3 separate regions of the Mus musculus genome follow, and all the other regions are linked to region 2. Evidence: chromatin contacts called from public Hi-C and HiChIP or PLAC-seq data. All regions are on one chromosome and are shown on one strand. The core of a region is the stretch at or near the end of the contact, and the rest is flanking DNA. Distances in the headings are between cores, read along the strand shown. Region 1 overlaps Klf12 (Kruppel-like factor 12). Region 2 overlaps Gm41230 (predicted gene, 41230). Region 3 overlaps Pibf1 (progesterone immunomodulatory binding factor 1).

Region 1 (3,730 bases), core at 275-2,774, 360 kb after region 2:
AACCTCTGCGCATCTTCTTGTACACCCCAGATGATATCTGGCTGTTTACAGCATCTGAAACAATGCAAATGCTTCCCATAGCTTCTATGCATACAGCTAAGGGATGCTGACAAGAAAAAGCTCACAGATGTTAAGTAAGATCCAAGACTAATGTGCAGGAGTAGACCCTTTGGATACAGAGGATTGGCTGTAAGTGATTCCCTGGGAAGGGGATAAATGGATTTGATACATTTTGGGTTTTGAGCTGGAGTTTAGCGAGTATATGTTGCTGCAGACTAGAGGTAGCATATCTACACGAAGAGCCTGCCATATGGAGGTCTCTAGGATTACAACTCAGGGTATTTTCTTTGCATTTGTCATATTCAATCTGCCCATCAATCGACTGGAAAAGATGAAGGAGAGATGGTGTGTGTGTGTGTGTGTGTGTGTGTGTGTGTGTATTATTCAGATCCTTTTGACTTACTGATTTTAACACAATACCGTAAGTCACTACAGTGGGCTTATAATATGTATTTTCTGGATTGGAGAATGTAACATATAAATCCCCAGGCTGCCAACATTACAGCAAGAGTTCCCTGGATCCCCAGAAGTTGCCTCAACCTCACCTCCAGAGCAAGTCATCATTTCAGGGATAGCTCAAACATTACAAGCCTAGGTCTAAAAAATTAATCGGCTTCTATCTGCTACAATGGATAAACTAGATCTCATTGGCAGCATTCCTTGACCTACATGCTCCTAATAGAGTTAACTTCCAGAAGACTTACATATATTTTGTCCACATTAAGAGACTTCCATAAATATCTCTTCCCTCAGTATATAGGGAACACAAACCTTATAAAGACAGCATAAGGAGACAGGTGTGAGCGTACCTAGAAAAGACATGGCTGACAAAATCGGGAGTGTCTGATCTGGAGGTCAGGAGGTACTTCACCATGACCCAGTGAGTGCCAGTCAGTGTCGGAAAAAGTTTGATCAGTTGAGGGATCTCCATCCACCTGGAAGCCCCAAATGGCACCATAAGAGGACAGACAGGACTCTGTCTTAAACTTCCACCCAATGTCTTGCCGATGAACAAGCTGCCGGTGGACGTCCATAAGGAGAGCTGGAAAACCTAGTGTAGGGGCAGCAGTCCTCGTGTGAAAAAGAGCTGTGCAGACTGAACAAGACAAAGGATGTACGAGTGTGTGGAAAACAGCGGAGAAGTGACTTGCTCCTAAGCAAGAGCTCCCTCTAACTAGAAAACATACTCCGTGTTGTGATGTAGAAGGCTACTGTGACCTTGAAAGTCTATGAGGTCATCTTACTAATAACTCAAGCTTACTAATTCTGCTTCAGCTGCCCATGGTTTACGTTGCTTTGAATCATCGTGAATAACTGATGTCTCTTCTACTCGCTTAGTATATGTTAAAACCTGTAAGATGAAATCCAATCGTCCTGGGGAAATACGTTCTTTAATCACACCCGATTAAAAACCCTCCTCTCTTTTGCTCTGTATCACTTGGATGAATAGAATAGGGGTGTGTCTGTGTGAAAATGAGGCTAATATGTATTCCAGAAAGCTCAAGGAGAATAGAAATAGCTCAGCATGTGATGATTCACAGAAGACAATTTCTGTGTGTGTGTGGATAGAAATTTCCCCATAACAACTGGGGCACGGACTCACCACACTTCCGGCTTGTGGGCTTTCATGTCTTTGTGCTCATTTATTTGTCTTAATGACTAAGAATGTGATTTAAAAACAGTCCAATGGGCTGAGAATGGACCTCACTGGTCTATTTATTGGTAGCATGTACATGGCTGTGAATTCAATTCCCAAAACCATGGTAAATCAATATACCACAAAATTAAAAGTAGTGCCTATGAAAGGTGAGAACATCTCATGAGGAAGTGCAAAATCAAGGGGGGGGGGGAGAAGAACACAGAATTAAGCAGAAAGCGGGGGGAAAAGATCGGAAGCAGAGGAGACTCACAGAAGAAACCAAACACAGTAGACGAGCTAATAAAAATTCCAGTTCCTGGCTGGGGATATTGGTCAGGAGGGTGTAAGAGACCCCTAAAACAGTACAGACTACTGACGTTTCTTCTGATTGCCTCCCTGTTTCATTTGAGTTGCCTGCTCAGGACATGTACTTCTCTTGGAAATCACAGGCTGCCAAATAGAAACTCCAGGGCCAGGTATGGGACATTTCTCCCTGACTTGTTGATCAGGGGTATCCAGAGATATCCCCCAAACAATAAAAGCTATCAGTCTTGGTTACCCAGCAGTACTTGATTGTAAGACCCCATTGCTAAAATCATCATATACTTTGGCCGTAGGGCATGCAGAAACCAACTGGGTACCGAGCAGAACACTTACTTCCTGTTGGCTAGCTCTCCTAGTACAGGGAGGTGCTCTGTAGGCTGCTGGGGTGGGGTGGAGTCGTCAGTTGTGCCTTACTCAGTTGAGAACCCTGTGAGCTATAATAATGACCAGCGTGACAAAATATGCTCATGGGTACCATTGTGGAGAGACTTCAATTAAACTCATGAATTTATAGCATGTTGTACCCATTTGCAGTCCCTGTAGATAGCATGCATGATTAATGCTTCTGGCCCATGACTTTGCAAACAGATGTAGTAACATACGCTCAAGAAATGGCAAAGAAGGCCAGTTTAAATGATTTTACAATTTAATCTGGGAAGTGGTTTGCCTTGAGTGGTTATTTTGATATGAGGGAGAATGCGTTTTACACAGTCACACAGGAATCTATTATGCTTGAAGTTTCCCATGAGAGAATCTTGCTGGAGTCTGGTCTGTGTCAACGACAGGTACTTGACAGGACTTGCTGGTTTGTGACCTGTTACAGCAGGGAGGCTATGACTGTCTCCCTGTTTCATCTGCTCCTTTGAATGTCACTGAATTAAGTCACCAGCCACTCAGTAGGGAAGACCAAGTGATGGTGGGTCTTCTTTTGTCTTTTGTTCCTTGCCAGTAGCTCCCATTGAGTGCACTCAGAAGGAACCCAGGGGATGCCAGCTTAGGGCCACACAGCACAAAAAACCCCACATTGTGGCCAATGGCTAATAATGATTACCAGTGCTTTCTAGATGAGTGGGGCATAGGTGTATGGAAGGATAGATAGTTGAGTTGTGGTAAAATTGTGAATTACTTGAGGAATCAATTTCATTTCTCTGTAAATATTGAAAATCCTCTCCCTATGTGACCACCACTACTAAGGAAAATCACACAGGATTTTATGGAACCGATTTTGAAAATACACTTTGAGTTTTAAGTTTATTTCTCTGCTACTTAAGAAGAAGAGTGTTGCCTGGCAGTGGTGTCAATCCTCCACTTTAATCCCAGCACTCGGGAGGCAGAGGCAGGTGGTTCTCTGCGTTTGAGGCCACGCTGGTCTACAGAGTGTATCCCAGGACAACCAGGGCTACACAGAAAAACCGTGTCATAAAAAAACAAAAACAAAACTAAAACTAAAACTAAAATAAAGAGGAAGACAATTGAAAACGGAACACACATGCCCCAAGGATGGTGGTGAATTCAATGTAAACTTGAAGGAAGGGAAGACTTTTGTTCAGCTGGCTGTTTGAAGTGTCCAGTGGATATTTTAAAAACTTAATAAATCATATAATTATTAAGTGGCAAAGCTGATTACCAGAAAGATGTTTAGCTCATTCTGTTCACAACATTTAGAAAAAACAATGTATGCAAGACAGAAGGAATGACCCAAACTCG
Region 2 (3,413 bases), core at 274-2,773:
CAAGGTTCTAATTTTCTTTCTCATTCTAAAAAATCAAATGAGACAGAGTTTAATTCAAAACCCAACAGGCTAAAAGGCCTGTGGATGATGGATAGATTCAACCTATGATCTCTTTGCAAAGACAAAAATCTGTGCTCATTCTGTTTGTTTGTTTGTTTGTTTGAGACAGGGTTTATCCGTGGAACCCGGGCTGTCTTGGGACTTGCTTTGTAGAACAGGCTGGCCTTGAACTCACATTAATCTGCCTACCTCTGACTCCCAAGTGCTAGAATCAAAGGTGTGTACCAGCTCATCTGGCTGTCCATTCACCTTTTAACTGCATGGAAAGAATACACTACCTTTGAATTATGGAGGCCAAGCTCTGTCTTGACCTATCTTCTCTACTTCCTGTTTCATACTCTTAGTGAGTTATTTTTACCTCTCTGAGCCTTAGCTTTTTATCTGGTAAGCAAGCATAGTAATTTTGACCTTCCATGGTGGTGTGAGCAAAGCCAGGAACTGTAGGTACAGCCCCTAACCTTATGCATGACATTAAACTCATGGTAAACGTTGGGTTCTGTCCCTTCCTCTGTTACCAAGCCTGTGCATAGTCAAGGCTGAAGATGAAAGCTCCCTTCTTTTCCTTCATTTAGGGGCATCAAAAAAAATCCTTGGCTTTTAAGAACCTGGGTTGTTTATTGCATGAGTTTTCACACTAACCATGTAAGAAGCACAAAGGACAATCTAGACATGTTCATGAATATGGTCTGAAAAGCATGGCAATAAAAACAGTAGGAAGTGACAAGGAACATACTGTATGTATCATTTATAAGCAAGGGCACTTTCTACATGCACACTGCAGGTGCACATGAGTTTCTAAACTGCATCTTCTTCCTAAGGACAGGGCAGCTTCAGTTAATGATGTAGTCTATTTCCTCCATGGCCATGTTTTATATATATGTTTTCTTTTAAAGGGGGGAATGAACAGTCGAAAAATAATAGGCTGCCTAATCTTTGCAGGATAGGAATGGAAATTTGTGCATTTGTAAATTCTCCTATGATTTAGGCTTGGGGTCATTTTTATCCACTTCAACTACAAGTTCATTTCTAAAGCCCTTTTAGTGATATTGAAGAAGCAGAGATTAATGCTAACGATGGCAAACAGCAAAAACCACCATGGGCTTACCTACAGAGGACTAACCCCATCCCCTTCTGCTTCACGATGACCTCTGGGCAATGTGCTGTTCCTTACAACGAATCAGCCCCAAACAAAACAAGAGCAGGTGAAAAGTTTAGGACGTGGAAAATATGTGGCATATGTTCTTGAAGTAATGATTTTTTTTTCTTTTGCAATAAAAATGACCAATGTCCTAGATAGGATGATGGCATTGACTTAATGAACCAAGCTTCAGAAGCATAAAACCACTTCATTATAAAAAAGGAGAACAGTAAGAGTAATAGCCAAGCTAAGTAAGCAAGCATGACTCTTTATGCATCCACGGGCATCCATTTATAAATTCCAAAGTGATGACTGCTCATCGAGTGACCCCAGCACTCTGCATTCTTACTAGTGTGGCGATGATGACGCACCATGCAGGCTTCCCTGTGCTATCTGTCAGGCAGTTAGCTTGGGTCACCTGTACAAGCCTGTGACTTCTCAGCCTCCTGGATCTGGCAATCATTTACCCTTCTGCAACTCACTTTTGCCCCTAATAGCCCCATGAATTTCAAAGTCAATCATTGCCAAATCTGGTATAGTCGCTACTGTAAAAATGCTTCTTTCTTGCTTTTCGTTTTGTTTTGTTTAAATTATGTATTTGAAATCTGTATTCCATATGAAGCTTTCCTCAATGAATTGCTGTTATCCTAGCCTATGACATGGGACATATTCTCAGGCTTTAGAGAATAGGAATTCCTCTTTCTGGGAGTGGTACAGGGAGGAATAATTAGCTGGGGAGGATGTTCTAGCAGCATCTTTATGGAGGCAGCAAGGCTAAGACCTTCATCTTTGGCAGGAGGAGTTTGTAGCCATTTATTCCTGTGCGGATGGTGTTACCAGGCCAGTGATTGATGGGGGAGGTTATACCTTGACTATAGAAGAGGAGATTTGACTGGACACCTGTTCAGCACTAAGACACCATGAGAACGGGACTGCTTTTGAGCACAGGAAAACAGTTTTGAAAACAGGAGCTATGTAGTTGTTGACATCAGCACCCACCTTCCCCCACACAAAGGGGCTCTAACTGACTCTCTGGTTTCTGTGTGAATTGTAGTACGTAGGGCATGAGCAGGAGGAGAAATCTGACAACTCTCTCTGCAGCCATCTCTTGTCTATATGTTATTATTAATGTATCACCATCATCTGAAAAGTGTGCTAAAGACACATTTATAAACTCCTCAAACCTGGAGATTCTGATTTAGTAGAGTGAAGGTAGGGCCCTAAACCCCACCTCTACCCGCTCTCTCCATTATATCTTCTCTCCCTCTGCTGTCTCTGCCTTTCCTACAGTGTATACGAACATTGTCCATGTTTGCTATGTGCTCTCTCTCTCTCTCTCTCTCTCTCTCTCTCTCTCTCTCCTTTCTCATTTTGGAACACTTTGTGTGCTCACGCTGTTCTTGGATTGAACTATTGTGAGTGCTGGGCTTTCAGGTAGGAACAGGTGTCCAGCAGGAACCAATATCGGAAAGGCATCTCGGGATACTGCAAAGCATCTCCAATTACTACGAATTGCAATAGAGAAGAGGAGTCTTTTCTGGGTGTTCTCTCTGGACCATCTAGTTAGTAAGAAGGGAGAAAAGTCCCTTGTGAGCCAGGCCTGGCTAGAGAGGCTATAGGCTCCATGCTGCCAGGATAAAATCTAACAGCTTCCTTGTGTGGAGGGAGGTTGAATCATTTCCAAACACCATTGGTCAGTTTCAATGAGAAACAGTAAACAGGCAGGCCTATAGAACAAATGACATTTGGTAGGAAAAGAGCTCCAGGGTCCAACCTGTTAGTAGGAAGGAAAGAATTAAACCAAAGCATACAGAGTTCCTACATTACATTCCTCTTACTACATTCCTAAACTGTAACAAGCATTTATCTTGTGAACAAAGAGGTAGCATTAGTTTGCATATGAAGAACCTGAGGCGGATGGAACCAGCAGGTCTTAGCCAGCCCACACATTAGAATCAACTGGAAGCAGATAGGTGGGCCATGAAAGATTACTTCAGGAGTGACCCACATCTCTAGATATATAGAGATCTGGATTTACTACTTGAATATTGATATCCTTAAAGAGTCTTGGAAATGTACAGGGAGGGGTGAGTTTCATGGTTATAGGCTGGATTCATAGGATTAAAGCGACTTCCAGATCTCTATGCAGAGTCACAGTACCCTCCTTAGACATGGGTTGGGGAGAGTTCCCAAAATTCAAGCCAGTCTTTTGAGG
Region 3 (3,537 bases), core at 951-3,450, 390 kb before region 2:
CAGTCTGGGACTCTGACACCATCTGGCCACCTGAGTACTGCATGCATAGGGTGCACATAGATGCAGGCAAATATCTATGCACATGAAGTAAAAATAAAAGAACAATTTTTAAGTTAAAAATTTTGTCTTTACCTGCTCAACATTTCTGAAACAGTGTTTTTAGGTATTCTAAAATGGCTAAGTTTTCTAAACACACTGTAAAAGCATACTTCATCCAATATATTAAAATCTTACCTGGAGAACAAGAGCTTATTTTTTTTTTCATGAGGGAAAACTGTGACTTTTTCTTTTGTCTTTGCAGAGACCATTATAAAACAGAATATGAAAATAAACTACATGATGAACTGGAACAAATCAAATTGAAAACTAATCTAGAAATTGATCAGCTTCGAAGTGCCTCTAGGGAAATGTATGAACGAGAAAACAGGTAAAAAGGGAGAGAGAGATTGAGCAAGCCTGTTTGGGATTATAATAATTTTACTGAAATTAAATGCTGTTTTTGAGACCTCTTTCTTCATAGTTGTAAATATAAATTTAATGGGAATGTTAACATTCTAAATTCTTTGATGGCTAATTACAACAAGGCTTATCATACTTTAGGTCTTTCCTAATGTGTCTGTTTCCTGTTACCTCAGTTTAAAGACAAGAATAAGAGAAAAATTAGTAAATGCCAAGACACCAAAAGTTATCCCAACCATTTCTCTTGTATACTTGTGAAAATTGAAATAGTAAAATATGCAATGTTATATATTTTATGTATCCTGAAAGATATTATATCAGATAACATTGAGGAATATTTTTATTCCCACAGTTACTTTTGAATTGTTATATGCTAGGTCCCCCTAGTAACTGGGAGCATTGGAAGATTAAATGAATGCACTTATTTCACTGACAGTTGTTCTCATATGCTTACTCTAAAGTTAATCTGGCATTTAAACTACTTCCTGCTTTCTGTCTTCTCTTGTTTCCTTCCTCCTTCCTTCACTTCCTTCTTCCTTTCTTCGCTTCCGTTTTTCCCTTTCCCTGGTGTCCTCATTTTTCCACCTAAACACGTTACCAACTAGGGTATCACTCAGCCTAAATGGGCACAATGATCTGCAGATGGGCCCAGCAAGCCCTAGTGGGTTAGGGGTAAGAGATCAGATCCCATGTTGACCAGCTTAGTGGGTAGTGATTAAACTTGCTAAAACATTAGAAAAATAAAAGGCCTTAGTAGAAACTGAATTTAGTTTCACTGGAAGTATCTGTGGGATATCCAAATAGTAGTGAATTCACAAATCTTACCTTACCAAGAGAAAGGTCTGTGCATGACAGAGAACTCTGGCAAAGATAATATGTATTATATAAATAATTACTATTTAGTTTTGTGGTTCATTCATTTCTCCTAGGCATATTGTAGGCATTTTGTAGGCTTTTGTTTACATAACCTTAAAATTTATGGCATAGTTCTATAGTACAGCATGATTTTCCCTAAACAATAGCCATTACTATATATTATTTTACTATGTACTTATTGTGACAGTTTCGTGATGTTTCAGTTGTCCATCAAAAAACAAGAACAAAGAGAATCATTTCAAATACATCCTAGCATAGCATACGTTTACATGTATTGACTCTCTCCCCGACTAGGAGAGATAGATAGGTAGATAGGTTGGCAAAGCTGACTAGAAAACTGGGCAGCAGGCGAAGTCAGCAGAAGGATAGTCAGAGCCTGCTGTGCTCATCCCCAGGGCTGCTCTGGATCCTCATTCACAGTGAATGGAAACTTTCTGTTTAGGCTTCATTTCTGAAGGGACACAATACCCTGACAAAAAACAGCTTAGGAGAGAAGGGTTCATTTTAGCTCACAAGTCCGTCCTGCTGGGAAGTCAAAGCAAGCCCCATCTGCAGGTGAGAGCACGAGAGTAAATTATGCACTGTGAGTGCTCAGCCTGCACTCTCATTACAGAGTTCTGGGGCCTAAGCTGGGAAATGGGGCCTCCCACATCAATTAATGCAGTCAAGACAGTCCCCTCACGCGCCAACCTGATCTAGACAACAGCTCATGTACACTCTTCCCAAGTGATTCTGGGCTTTGTTGAGTGGGCAATTAAAACTAACCATCATACCGCCTAACCAGAAAATTGATGGGATCGGACCCAGGCGCTTCAACCACAGGGTTTTAGATTGACCTGTAAGGTATTAACACTGTGACACAGTTGCCACCAGATGGCGCCAAAGTGCAGCGCAATGCTGTGCCGGCTCGGGGACACCTTAGTAGCTTTTGAATGTACAAGCTTGCTTTTATTGTTTTTCACTTCACAGGACTCTGTCCCGGTACTTATGTGACTGAATCCTCACTATGGCAGATCTGAAATATATCTATAACTTCTGTCCCTTTAAGTCCTTAACAAGGTGTAAGTTCTTTTGAAACCTTACAACTTAAAATGATTAAAGAAAGACTTTAATATTCCTTATAAAAGAACAAAATTCAAGCCAGGTGTGGTGGCACATGGCTTTAATCTCAGCATTCAGGAGGCAGAAACAGGCCAATCTCTATGAGCATGTGTTCAAAGCCAGCCTGGTCTACAAAGCAAGTTCCAGGACAGCCAGGGCAGTTACACAGAAAAGCTCTATCTTGAAAAACAAACAAACAATTAGTTTTGTTTTGAACAAGGTAAATTAAGCTGGCTGTGTATTACATTATGAGTTAAACTATAGCAAGTCTTTAGTCTTTAGCCTCGCCTCCTTATAGTTGCATTACCTTTTGAAGAGCGTAAGCAGCTAAGAGTAGAGAAATACCTTGGTAGCAGGAGGCAGAATGAGAGAAACTCAGTTCAGTGGTAAGAATTATTATGTAAATAACTTGCTTACTAGGTCTTTGTAAAGGCTACAGTCCCTCTTGCATGTTTTGAAATAAGACATTTTCCACAAATTGAGGTGCATACGTTCAACGCCAGTATTCAAGAGGTTGCCCAACCCCTTTCTTAAAAAGAAAAGACAGTATTCCATGAGTGAAAGATTTTGAGCAAAAAGACTAAACTTAGGTCCTGTCCCTCACAGCACTTGCTAGTGGGGGGAAAGCGACTGCCTAACCGTGAGTTTTCTTTCCTCTTTATAAGAATGAGCTGGTAGAAGGGCCCATGAGGTCTGAATTAGGAAGGAAATGTGAGAAGTGCATTGTAAGTGATAAAATACGTAATGAGTATAGGTATGTTTATGCCTTTTGCCTGTGTATAATAAAAATCATTTATATGATGACAATTTACGTAAAATGGTTATTATATAAAAGCTAACTGGTACATGAGAGTGTTACATTAAAGTCCACTGTTAGGAAATCTAGAAGGTCTACACAATGACTTGTTTCCTAAGCACCTCTGAGAGATAATAAAGGGGCAATAAACTAAGGTGCTTGAATTTTTCCAGAACACACAACTCCCTGGAATGTGAGATGTTCTCATAGCACGGAAAAGAAACTCGTGTAGTCCAGGCTGTGAGTTTCTTAGGCGCATTCACTAGGCTCTGCTTGCTGCAGAGTCTGGAACTGCAGCAGCTCAC

Evidence for each region. A called contact is a pair of places that touch in the nucleus more often than the background predicts. HiChIP or PLAC-seq counts read pairs in DNA pulled down with a chosen protein or histone mark.
Region 1: a FOXA1 HiChIP or PLAC-seq map of pancreatic cancer cells shows a contact between it and region 2. The contact joins two enhancer-like sites. A contact is called at or near these places in 10 of 484 Hi-C or Micro-C datasets (the AtT-20 cell line, the C2C12 cell line, the N1E-115 cell line and 5 more), 2 of 115 datasets of contacts at active chromatin or transcription factors (SST interneurons and pancreatic cancer cells) and 1 of 9 other capture datasets (embryonic stem cells).
Region 3: a contact with region 2 is called in a Hi-C map of pancreatic cancer cells, with 2.9 times the contacts expected there. The contact joins two enhancer-like sites. A contact is called at or near these places in 1 of 15 datasets of contacts at CTCF or cohesin (embryonic stem cells), 7 of 484 Hi-C or Micro-C datasets (cortical neurons, embryonic stem cells, epidermal suprabasal cells and 1 more), 3 of 115 datasets of contacts at active chromatin or transcription factors (embryonic stem cells and pancreatic cancer cells) and 1 of 9 other capture datasets (embryonic stem cells).

What each region holds. Positions count from the first base shown.
Region 1 is chr14:99,896,242-99,899,971 of GRCm38.p6, forward strand. The region is part of intron 6 of Klf12 (Kruppel-like factor 12); the gene reads right to left. Among named protein-coding and RNA genes, the nearest start is that of Gm22970, 120 kb to the left of the region's middle. Within about 2 kb of position 1,525, at least 16 of the 459 cell types and tissues checked have an H3K27ac peak or open chromatin away from gene starts, as enhancers often do. A contact at or near this core is called in pancreatic cancer cells, where this site is marked.
Region 2 is chr14:99,534,383-99,537,795 of GRCm38.p6, forward strand. All of the region lies in intron 1 of Gm41230 (predicted gene, 41230), which reads left to right. Among named protein-coding and RNA genes, the nearest start is that of Gm41230, 14 kb to the left of the region's middle. Within about 2 kb of position 1,524, at least 31 of the 459 cell types and tissues checked have an H3K27ac peak or open chromatin away from gene starts, as enhancers often do. A contact at or near this core is called in pancreatic cancer cells, where this site is marked.
Region 3 is chr14:99,140,236-99,143,772 of GRCm38.p6, forward strand. It overlaps Pibf1 (progesterone immunomodulatory binding factor 1), which reads left to right. Exons shown (of 18, transcript NM_029320.3): 9 at 302-427. Among named protein-coding and RNA genes, the nearest start is that of Dis3, 42 kb to the left of the region's middle. Within about 2 kb of position 2,201, at least 49 of the 459 cell types and tissues checked have an H3K27ac peak or open chromatin away from gene starts, as enhancers often do. A contact at or near this core is called in pancreatic cancer cells, where this site is marked.